Linked DNA regions of Mus musculus: regions 2, 3 and 4 are each linked to region 1. The links are chromatin contacts, called in public HiChIP or PLAC-seq and promoter capture Hi-C maps. All regions are on one chromosome and are shown on one strand. Each heading gives the region's core, a stretch centred on a gene start, on an enhancer-like site or on the middle of the called end of the contact. The rest is flanking DNA. Distances are from core to core; before and after follow the strand shown.

What was found. Promoter capture Hi-C pulls out the DNA fragments that hold promoters and counts their contacts. HiChIP or PLAC-seq counts read pairs in DNA pulled down with a chosen protein or histone mark.
Region 2: a contact with region 1 is called in an H3K27ac HiChIP or PLAC-seq map of embryonic stem cells, with 5 times the contacts expected there. The contact joins the enhancer-like site here to the promoter of Akain1 in region 1. A contact is called at or near these places in 2 of 39 promoter capture datasets (liver and stem cell-derived epiblast-like cells), 4 of 115 datasets of contacts at active chromatin or transcription factors (astrocytes and embryonic stem cells) and 1 of 9 other capture datasets (embryonic stem cells).
Region 3: a promoter capture Hi-C map of hippocampal neurons shows a contact between it and region 1, with 4 times the contacts expected there. The contact joins the enhancer-like site here to the promoter of Akain1 in region 1. A contact is called at or near these places in 6 of 39 promoter capture datasets (the 3T3-L1 cell line, the HPC-7 cell line, embryonic stem cells and 3 more), 1 of 115 datasets of contacts at active chromatin or transcription factors (astrocytes) and 1 of 9 other capture datasets (embryonic stem cells).
Region 4: a promoter capture Hi-C map of the HPC-7 cell line shows a contact between it and region 1. The contact joins the enhancer-like site here to the promoter of Akain1 in region 1. A contact is called at or near these places in 8 of 39 promoter capture datasets (the C10 cell line, the HPC-7 cell line, cranial neural crest and 4 more) and 3 of 115 datasets of contacts at active chromatin or transcription factors (SST interneurons, embryonic stem cells and forebrain).

The regions. Positions count from the first base shown.
Region 1 is chr17:69,438,055-69,440,618 of GRCm38.p6, reverse strand. Akain1 (A kinase (PRKA) anchor inhibitor 1) reads right to left here and starts at 1,293. Exons shown (of 2, transcript NM_001145192.1): 1 at 1,078-1,293. The coding sequence starts at 1,093. It overlaps A930029G22Rik (a long non-coding RNA gene), which reads left to right and starts at 379. Exons shown (of 2, transcript XR_003952217.1): 1 at 379-1,442.
Region 2 is chr17:70,833,413-70,835,976 of GRCm38.p6, reverse strand. No RefSeq gene overlaps it. Among named protein-coding and RNA genes, the nearest start is that of Gm41610, 6.6 kb to the left of the region's middle. Within about 2 kb of position 1,271, at least 129 of the 459 cell types and tissues checked have an H3K27ac peak or open chromatin away from gene starts, as enhancers often do. A contact at or near this core is called in embryonic stem cells, liver and stem cell-derived epiblast-like cells, where this site is marked.
Region 3 is chr17:70,632,564-70,635,127 of GRCm38.p6, reverse strand. The region is part of intron 3 of Dlgap1 (DLG associated protein 1); the gene reads right to left. Among named protein-coding and RNA genes, the nearest start is that of Gm46581, 27 kb to the right of the region's middle. Within about 2 kb of position 1,292, at least 44 of the 459 cell types and tissues checked have an H3K27ac peak or open chromatin away from gene starts, as enhancers often do. A contact at or near this core is called in astrocytes and hippocampal neurons, where this site is marked.
Region 4 is chr17:70,524,905-70,527,468 of GRCm38.p6, reverse strand. All of the region lies in intron 2 of Dlgap1 (DLG associated protein 1), which reads right to left. Among named protein-coding and RNA genes, the nearest start is that of Gm46581, 81 kb to the left of the region's middle. Within about 2 kb of position 1,283, at least 8 of the 459 cell types and tissues checked have an H3K27ac peak or open chromatin away from gene starts, as enhancers often do. A contact at or near this core is called in the HPC-7 cell line and forebrain, where this site is marked.

The sequences.
Region 1 (2,564 bases), core at 44-2,543:
ATTTTCAAACCTGTTTCTCAAATTAAAGACCCCCAAAGCTGACAGAGTGATGCTATGTGTTTCCTACTACCTGCTGTACACTGCCCCTAAAAAGAAGTACAGCCAAAACAAACAAAAACAAGAAGGGGAACTGCGAGAGGGAGTCAGGGCAGGCAAACTGAAAAAGAAGGTTAGAAAGATGAAAGAGAAAAACCAGAGAGAGAGAGAGAGAGAGAGAAACTTTGGACGTAGAAATGTTAACTATAAACGGGTCCACGCTTCATTCAGCCCACCACACACACACACACACACACACACACACACACACACACACCTAGGTCGAGGCCCTAGCAGAAGCACCTGAACGCGCGTGCGCGTGCACAGAGAGAGAGAGAGAGAGAGAGAGAGAGAAAGAGAGAGAGAGAGGGGGGGGAGAGGGAGAGAGAGAGAGAGAGAGGAGAGAGACTGATAAACCCGCCAACCTCAGATAAATTTGACTCTTCAACTTGTAGCCTCCAATCGCAGCAAAAGGACGAAGGTCCTTCGCCACCTGCCAGCAGAAGACGCTGCAAGCGCCCGCGGCGCCGCAGTAGCCTCTCTCCTGCTGCAGTCCCGACAGAGTTTCAGATCCAAATCCATAGGGCTAGCGCTCCTCTTCCCCTCGCCCCGCTCCCCTGCCTTCGACCTCCTCTGGAGGCCCGGAGGAAGGAAGCAGGGCACTTTGCCACTTCTAAGGAAGGGGAGGAGAGGCGGCGACAGAGACTCCCACAGAAGGAGCCCCAAGCCCTGTATCCTTCTCCCCACTCCCCGCCCGCACACCCGCGCAGGTCCGATGCTGGCGAGTGGGCCACTTGCCAAGGTGTCGGTGCTCACTCCGGGTGCCGGGATTCAGGCGGGACTGTGAGACGGAAAGGTTGGGGTTGCAGATGAGGCGGGTGTGGGAGAGGGGCGACCCGGCGGTCTCCACCCCCCGGGCCACTGCAACTCCAAAGCACGCATAGGGACCCCCGTCGTCTTAAAGGCCTTCCCTCCGGGTGCGTTCGCCTCCCGCCCCGCTCCCCGCCTGGACGTCTGCGGAAAAAGAAGATAAAAGAGTACCTGGAGCGAACACCATGACTTCCTTCAGCCGCTACACCCTTGGGTTTCTAGAGGTGGACAGACAGAGGGCGGGAGCCGACGGGGGACCGGGGAACCGCGGGGCCGGGAGCAGACGGGCGCGCAGGGTGCGGGCGGGACGGTCAGCACCTCGGACAGCTCCCTGCGCGCGGTCCCGGGCCGCGGCTCAGCGCTGGGCGCGCGCTGCCTCCACAATGCACCGCTCCGCCGGCGGGAGGAGGAGAGGCAACCCGGCTCAGCTCCTCCTCGGTCCCCGCGCCAGCTTGGCGATTCACCGCCGAAGGAGCAGGGCGCTTCTACCGCTTCCACCGAAGCAGGAAGGACGGAAGGGGAAGCCAGACAGAAAGGTAATTGCCCGGTTTCCCGGCAGGCGCACAACTAATTGCTTCTAACTACCTGCTGTCACTCACCCCCAGGGATGCCGGGCTGACATTTAAGATGAGTTTGTCCCTTTCCCCACATCGCACTAGACTTTACTCCAGAGGCTGAGTTCTTGGAGTGTGGCTGTCTCTGAACAGAGGGAGGAACCACCAAGTTAACCCGTCTTTGCTGTTCACGACTTCTCTGGCTGCCCCAGGCCTCTCAATGTCAGCAAGAGAGCTAAAAGAGAAAAACAGGATGACCTTGCAATGCATGCATGACAAGGGCGCTGCTCGCGGGTCCTGTTCCCCGTGACCACTGGGTCAACTCCCACATTTGCAGGTTCTCAAGGTCATAGCCTGAGAGGAAACGGTGTTAGTCACTGCAAAAAAAAGTACAGATGAGACATGTCTCGGACAAACTCCAACTTCTGCACGGATGAGGAAAAACATCTCTGACATTGATTACATACTTAAGAGCTTGCCCAGATCTGGTTCAGTTGGTATCTGCGCCCTTTACAGTTGGTTCCACCCTGAACAAGGACTTGCTGGATGCTCACTGCAGGCTCCTAACCCGTAGTTCACTTGAAGATATCTGTTCCCTGATTAATGTTGGTGCGGTGTAGGCAACGCTCATTAGATGCCACCAGCTTGCAACACGCGCGTGTGGGTTTCAGTGACAGAGTCAAAAACCACATAAGGATCCCCTTGCCTTGGCTTTTATCCTCCATCTCTGTAGTTGAATGGGGTTGTCCAAAACCAAAGGCAATCAGAGTTTTTGGGCATTCTTCACCTTTTCCTGGAAATAATAGCGCTGTTCTAAAAGCACAGTACTAACAATTTGATTAAAAGCCTTAAGCTCTACCCTGTTTTGGCAAACATAGGCATTTAAATAGCCAGGCTGGCACCGAGTTTGTTCAAAGCCATAATAGGTTGAAAATGTAAATAGTTTCACAAATCTTGAACTACGGTTATCATGGAGGCATCTGGGCAGCTTCAACACAACACAGTCACAAATGCTCTTAGCACCTGGTGTCATAGGAGATGAAACAGATGGGGCCTGCCTCAGCACGATGCAAATCAGCCAATGGGTAGGAAAAATACCCATGC
Region 2 (2,564 bases), core at 22-2,521, 1.4 Mb before region 1:
AATATATACATCTTTCTTCACATTTTTGTAAAGGCTTTATAAATTTCAAAATAACATTGCTGCAGAGTTTTTCTAACATTTTCTGTAAATCCTGGATAGCAGTGAAATGTCAGAATAGGAGTTGGGTGTGGTTCAATGACTCCAAGCGTTCTTAAAGTCCAAGGTTCATTTCCAAATACTACATGTGTAAACATAGAAACACAAAGTCAGATTGACTTAAAAGTAATAGTCTATCTATTGCACACCTTATATTGCCACTTATCACATTATCTTATTTATTGGGCACCTTATGTACAGTCGTTTAGACTTCACAACCCTAGTGAGAGGTGTTGTTACTGCTGTACAGGGGGAGGAAGCTGGCTGGCTGGTGAGTTCAGCCTGTCTGAGGCTATGGGCTGTAATGCAGCCCTCAATCCCCAGCAGATTCTGCATGCTGTGCGAGCACTGCATTTGAAATCAAATGACTTGCAAAGAGATAACCCCAAAAAACAAATGAACAAAACCACCCTATACTCTAAAGGATTTTGGAGTTGCCTTGGCAAATGATCGTTTATAATTTTATTTTCTAAATACCTCTATCCTCTGTTGTCTACCAAGTTACCCCTTCTCCATTTTCCTTTTGACCACATCTGCTCCTTAGGAAGACTCGAGGCACTGCCGAGTCCTCGGGGATTTCCTAAGTCTCATTAACTACAAAGAGTCTGACACAATGAACTCCTGTGCGCTCTCCGCAGCTTCTCGGTGTATTAACACCCAACTATACATAACTTTTCACTTTCTTTTCTAGGCATCAGCTCTCTGAGCCCACGGGCTTTGTTTTCCAGTGTGTTTGTTTTTATTCTGACCCTTTAGGGCTACTCTTTAAAAAACAAAACAAAACAAAAAACCCTATCAATACTATGGCTTTTAATAGGGATGAAAGGGACAACGCTGCGTAAAGGGGCCGGCGCAATTTTATGATAAAACCATTCATTCCTCTCCCAATCTCAACTCATCCATCCATTTTTGAAAAGGGGTTGCTTGTGGATTAGAGCGGAGGGGGGAGGGCTCTAGTGGCGTAAAGATCAACGTTAAAAATAAATATCTCTACGCAAAGAAAACAGACCACGCCTTTCCCCTCCGACCCAGACAGAACCTAAGTACTTTGCCTGGGCAAGCTTTTTGAGAGGCTCACCTCCCGGCAAGATGAGCCGGTTTGCTGTGGCGCTGCTCTTCCCAGGCAGGTGCTGCGCGGGCTCGCCAGCTCCCTGTTAATTTGAGCCCGCAAAGGGACCTTTGATCAACGTGCTCACAGCCTGCAGGCTTCCCGAGCTGGCTCCCGGCGACTTCAAAAGAGCTGTAAAACCGACTGTAATCTCGGCCTTCCTGTTTCTGAGGCTCCCACCCCCACCCCGCCCCCTGGGTCCGCACACAAACGCCAAGCTTCGCACCGGACTATTGTCCTCGGTCCGCAAGGTGCAGCCACTGCCAGCCCCGTGTGCCATTTGCAGAGGGCTGGGCCAACTGCTAACTCAGATTTCTTCGTCCAGAGGAGGACCTGACTCGAGCTCCTTTGCGGAGAAGTGGAGATGGGCATATCATGTAATGCTTGCTGGCGGAAGGTGATGTGAAAAGCCCCAGTTTGAGGGAACTCTATACCAGGAAGGCAGTGGTTTGAAATTTTGATACAGAAACTACAAAACTAACCAACAGAGTCAACCAGTCTGTCTGACTATCTATCTATATCTATCTATCTATCTATCTATCTGGTTTGAGACTAAGTTTCTCTCCGTGTGTGTGTGTGTGTGTGTGTGTGTGTGTGTGTGTGTATGTATGTATGTATAAATGAATGTATGCATCTATCTTTTCTATTTATCTTATCTACCTACCTACTTATCTGTGTTTTGAGACAAGTTTCACTCCATGTATGTATGTATATATGTATGAATATATGCATCTATCCTATCTATCTATCTATCTATCTATCTATCTATCTATCTATCTATCTATCTATCTTATCTGTGTTTTGAGACAAAGTTTCACTTTACAGACCTAGCTGGCCTCAAGGTCCACATTCTCCCTGCTGTCTTCCGTCTCCACATCCCGCTAGTAGTCCTTTCTATTCTCAAATTTTAGTTCCTGCTTGCCTTTGGATTTTCTTGGTTCTGGGATCTTAATCCCATTTGGGATTCAAGAATGATTTTTAAAAACTTGACACGTATTTTGTGTGTGCTGAGGGTGCACATGTAGGCAAGTGTCTGGAGGAGTACACTGGGAACTGCCAGGTATCTCCTTCATCTTCTTTAGGAGGTTGAACTCAGGTCACTGGTTGGCACCTTCTGTCTCCCTGGCTCTGATTTACTGATGGCTTATGTTGTGATAGCGCGGGTGTGGAGGTAGGAGGAAGAACTATTTGTGTAGCAAGCTTTTTGTCCTTTTTATATGGTACTAGGGCTTGAACTCAGGACCTGGTCAGTTCGAGGCAAACCTTTTCCTTGGAGCTACGTAGAGCCTTCTAAGGAATATTATTCAGAATCTTTGAAAAGCTTAATTTCTTTATGTAAGATTTGGTATTTAAAACAATA
Region 3 (2,564 bases), core at 43-2,542, 1.2 Mb before region 1:
AAGGCATTTGAAAGGCAACACTGAATGTAGGTGAAGGCACACACACCCACTGTATTTTCCCTCAGCTTTAGCTGTACAGACTTGGTGGTTTTGAAACTCAGAGGAGTAAGCTCTCATTCATCCCAGCAACAACAAAACAGTTTCTAGGAAATGCAGAGTTGTCTACTTCACAGATTTTGAACACGAGCTGTAACTGCCCATAGTACAAGGCAGGGACACACTTTCAAAGCTTTGTGAGCAAAACAGAAATGTGATCTGTGAATACACTATCACTTGAATAGAAACAGTATTTAAATGTCCACATGCATTCCGACTCAATCAATTAAGTACAAAGAGAATAATAACTAGTCTTGCTGGCTTTCCCAGTTATGCCCTTTGGGGTTGAAAAGATGAGTTCTATTCACCTGTATTAATTTCATGTTGAGGTAAATTATACTAATTTCTTGTGCTTTGGGCCATAGAGAATGAAAAAGAGAATTGTCTTAGGGTTTTTATTGCTGTGACAAAACACCATGACCAAGAGCAGGCTGGGAAGGAAAGGGTTGATTTTGCTCCCACCTTCACATCATAGTTCATCATTGAAGGAAGTCAAGACAGGAAGTCAAACAGGATGGAAACCTGGGGTAGGAGCTGATGCAGAGGCCATGGATGGGTGCTGCTTACTGCCTTGCTCACTATGGCTTACACAGTCCTCCTCCTCCTCCTCCTCCTCCTCCTCCTCCTCCTCCTCCTCCTCCTCCTCCTCCTCCTTCTTCTTCTTCTTCTTCTTCTTTTTTATAGCAATCAGGACCACCAGCCCATGGGTAGCATCATCCACCAATGAGGTGGACCATCCTACATCAATAATTAATTAAGAAAATGGTTGCCTGAAGCCCAGTCTTCCAGAGGCATTTTCCCAGTTGAGAGTCCCTCTTGCCAAAATGACTCTAGCTTGTGTCAAGCTGACCTAAAACTAGCCAGGACAATAACATTCACCTGTTGAATATGGATTAACCTCTCCGCAAGGCATCACTGAAGAGCCTTTTACTAACACATGAAAAGGGACAAAGCTTTCTGGTTAAAATGTTCTTTGCTGTGGTAGCAGCAGAATTAAAGACTGTACACTACTGAAGCAGAAAATTCCAAGATCACAATGAGTAAAGCCCACGAAACGCAAGTGCTGTGGAGCCCCGAGGGGAGAGAATTAATGCACAAAGCTCCTCTTTCAGGGGGCCAGGCTAGACTATTAAGACTCACTCTGTCCTTCCCTCTTCTGACCCCGGGAGCCCTCCTCTTCTGCTGTCTTCATGAACCGGCCTTTGTCTCCCCTCTAATGAAAGAGGCGCTTATGTTCTGTCCTGCTCTCTCTGGTGCCCAATAGAAGCCCAGTGGTGGGAAAAAATAACTGTAGGTCTAGAGGAAGACTGGAGTGTTTCCAAGGTGACGCACTCTGGTTTCCAGGACATCGCTGGAGTGTCAGTTCCAGAAAGCGCCTGAAGGGGGTGGTGCATACTGAAGAATTAGCAGTGGTTGGTGCAGCCACAGAGGAACCTTCAGGGAAAAATGCAGGGTAATTTTCTCACTCAGTTTAAAAAAAAATGTTTGTTTCATGGGTGATTTCATGAAAGAGTCAGAGGACATTAGGAACTTGAGTTTCTGTGATTATCTTTTCTAAGGCTTCCATTCGTCACATGAGGATTAAGCCTTACAGATAAGGAGTTAAACCACAAAGCTTTGGGTTTAAGTAGCTCCTGAGCAGAGTTGATGCCCAGGCTGAGATAGGGTGACCACCTGCTGTGCCGCAGAAGACTTCTAACTAGCAATGGCCAGCTTTGCTGAAAAGATAAGCATCCAATGGTAAAACAGCCCCAGACTCTCTCCCACTCCCGAAATAACATTTCTATGGTTCAGGACAAAAAATGGCCAACAGCCTTCAGAGGAAGACACAAAATTGAAAGTAGATAGAAGTATGAACGCAGTGCTGTGTTTTATTGTTTTACCATGGGGTCTGATGTAAAAGCAGCAAAGGTTTTCTTATTGCTCTCTGTCTCTGTCTCTGTCTCTGTCTCTGTCTCTGTCTCTCTCTGTGTGTCTCTGACTCCCTTCTTCCTCCCTCTCCTCCTCCTCCTCTTCCTTCTCCTCCTCCCCCTTCTCCCCCCCCCCAACCATCTCTATGTTAGGAATTCTGGCTATGTAGTCATGGTTGGCCTGGCAGTCACCCTCCCTTGTTCTCTCTCAGAATCATGTCCTATTCTTCAGTTGCTATCGTTATTCTCTCTCTCTTCTCTCTCTTACTTTCTCTCTCTCTTTTTCTCTCTCTACACACAAACACAATTTATATATTTATTTCCCTGGCATCTCTTCATTGGCCTATGTACAATTCATTTTTATAGTTTCTAAATATTTGTGGACTTTCCTATTTCTATTATTTAATTAAAGGGCAATTCTGTTGATCAGGACATATATACTGTATGTCTTAAATTATATATATTTATCATATATACATATAGTTATATGTACACACAAAGAGTGTTTAAATATATAAATATGTCCTGCTCAGTCTGTATACTGCTATTTGTGTATAC
Region 4 (2,564 bases), core at 34-2,533, 1.1 Mb before region 1:
CCATTATACAGAATAAGAAACAAAAGCATCAGTAATGTAGAAATCCAGCAATAACTTCAAAGCTTGGCTGAGCGGGTGAAGCCCACGTTTCGATCGGTTAGACTCTACTGCCCCCTACAGGAAAGTACACGGGACAATAAGCCTACAGCTCTGTAGAAGCCGTGGTTCTTGATGGATTCTATTGAGTCACTCTAGATGTAGGTCGTCAGGATCTCTTGGGTTGGTGCCAGAAATCCTCAGGTTTTCAGACCCCTTCAATGTCACTCTTATGCACAAACGTACGGGAGCTATCTCTCAACTGCAATGATTGAGAGACACTCAGTGATATAGGACTTCTAAAGGGCTTTCATACAGGCTTCCATGGGATACGGCTGTAGTCGCTTGTAGCCACGTAGATACCACGTTGTCTCATGTCAGGTAGTGTTTAGCTGCGCACAGTTCTCAGCTTCTTTGCAGCTGTTCTCATTTTCCTAATGTATATCACCCTATATATCATTGTATGCATGTGTCATTTACATATGCCATATATATGTGTCACATCACATATCCCTTTGGAAACTATAGATAACTATTGTCAGTTGTTGTCCCGGTGAAGTGAGGTGAAAGATTCTGAGTGCCAAGATTTGGATGCTTTGGGAGAAGCAGATAGTCTTCAGATTCCAGACCCTGAGCCCTCAAAGCTTTAAGTGTTGGATCTAAAGATCACATATCTAAAAAATGGATCTACCCTGCTCTGTTTGTCTTCTTTTGGACAATAATTCACCTCCAGTGAGCCATTAGAAAGCAGAAAGGATCAGTTTCTAACAGGAGGAACACAACCACTTTTTTCTGGGTCCGGAAAGAAGAGTTCAAAAATCTTATCATGGGGCTAAGGAGTTGGGTCAGCAGATAGAGACACTTGCTGTGCAAGCAGAGCATCTGAGTTCAATCCCTGGAGCCCAGAGAGGAAAGAGAGAACACATTCCTGAAGGTTGGCCTCTGATCTCCACCTACATGTGTGGCACATGTGGACATGCATTTCCACTCAGGCACTACACACACACACACACACACACACACACGCACACGCACACGCACACACACACACACACATCACACAAAAACAGTAAATAAAATGAAAATACAATATGCCCTGGGCAACCACAGAGTTACAAATTGCACATACTCACTTAGCTGACAAGGACACTTGTTTCCTATAAGCCTTTTAAAGTACAAACATGTTTCACATGTTGTCTCAGATCACCCTCCCACTTCCTCTTTGACCTCATTACCTCTGAAGACGGTAGTGCACATGAATAAGCAGGGATGTGAAAAGAGCCTTCAGGCTTTAGCAGAATGTGAGACACAGTGGGGAACAGAAAGCCCAGGCTGACAGGCCGAGTGTCCACTTGTGTCATGTCTTCTGAGATGACAATTCTTGCCAAGCCATTTCCTTTTGTCGTTTGAAGAAAGAGTAAGTAGAAGCAAATGCTTTCAGAAGTTCCTTTTATAGGATGGTCACTATAGACCCTCTATCTATGGAAGCTACAGTGTCCAGACTGTCCAGGGACATTGCGAATGGGAGGTTTACAAGGAGGAGTTCCTATTACTCAGAAAATGACAATTTAGAAGGAAATAAAAATAAGACGTTAAGCCCCTAGACAGTTAGATCAGGGGCCTGAACAATCCTGAAGGTTGATAATAAATTGTGGTTTTCAAAGGCTGCAGGAAGCAGACGTTTTCTTTCATGGTTGTTGAATAGGTCTTTGAATTAAAAGAACCAACACTAGGTCATCACACTGAGGAGTCAGGCCATTCCTAGATTAATGATCTAGAACAAGACGGGAAAGGTAAGGTAATGCCTTTTTTACTTGGATCAATGAAAAGAAGGGGGAGGGGGAGGTTCCTTACCTCATAGCTATTCTTCTGTGGCTATTGTGAAATGGTCCAATTAAAAAAATCTGATTTCATAAATCAGAGATCAAAGACCTCAAAAGCATGCATGTGTTATGCAGGCGTGTGGGAGGCCAGGTGCCTAAGCGGAGGTGAGGTGGATCCACACCCCCGTGTACAGAATAAGCCTTACTATGCTTCAAAGGTAGTTTTTCCATTTCATCAGCATGGGTTCAGCTTTCCAGTTCATGGAGAACAATGATTATAAACTCTGAAGGGACTGGAACAGTGGTCTAAGATATATGAAGTAAACATTGCGTATCTAGAAAACTCAGTATAGAAGCCTCCTTGGCTCAGACATCAAGTATGGCACAGCATTAGACTTGAAGGAACAAAGAGGAGCATCTTTAAAGGCGAGCCCTGTATTTTCTTACATTTGTAGGATCAGAGCTTCAAAAAAAAGTTCTTCTCTGTTTATGAAGGTGATTCCCCAGAGAATCCAAATTCTAGAAATAAGAAATTGGTCCAAAGAAGCATGAGGAATATATGATGCCCTCCTGGGCACCGTTCTCCCTGTTACCTCTTTTGATTGTGTTAACATTAATCAAATAACTCCCATGTCATGCTCTTTCAGTTACAGAGAGAGGGCTCAAGTGTTGAAGAATCCGCTAACTTGGAAATCATTCCAACTG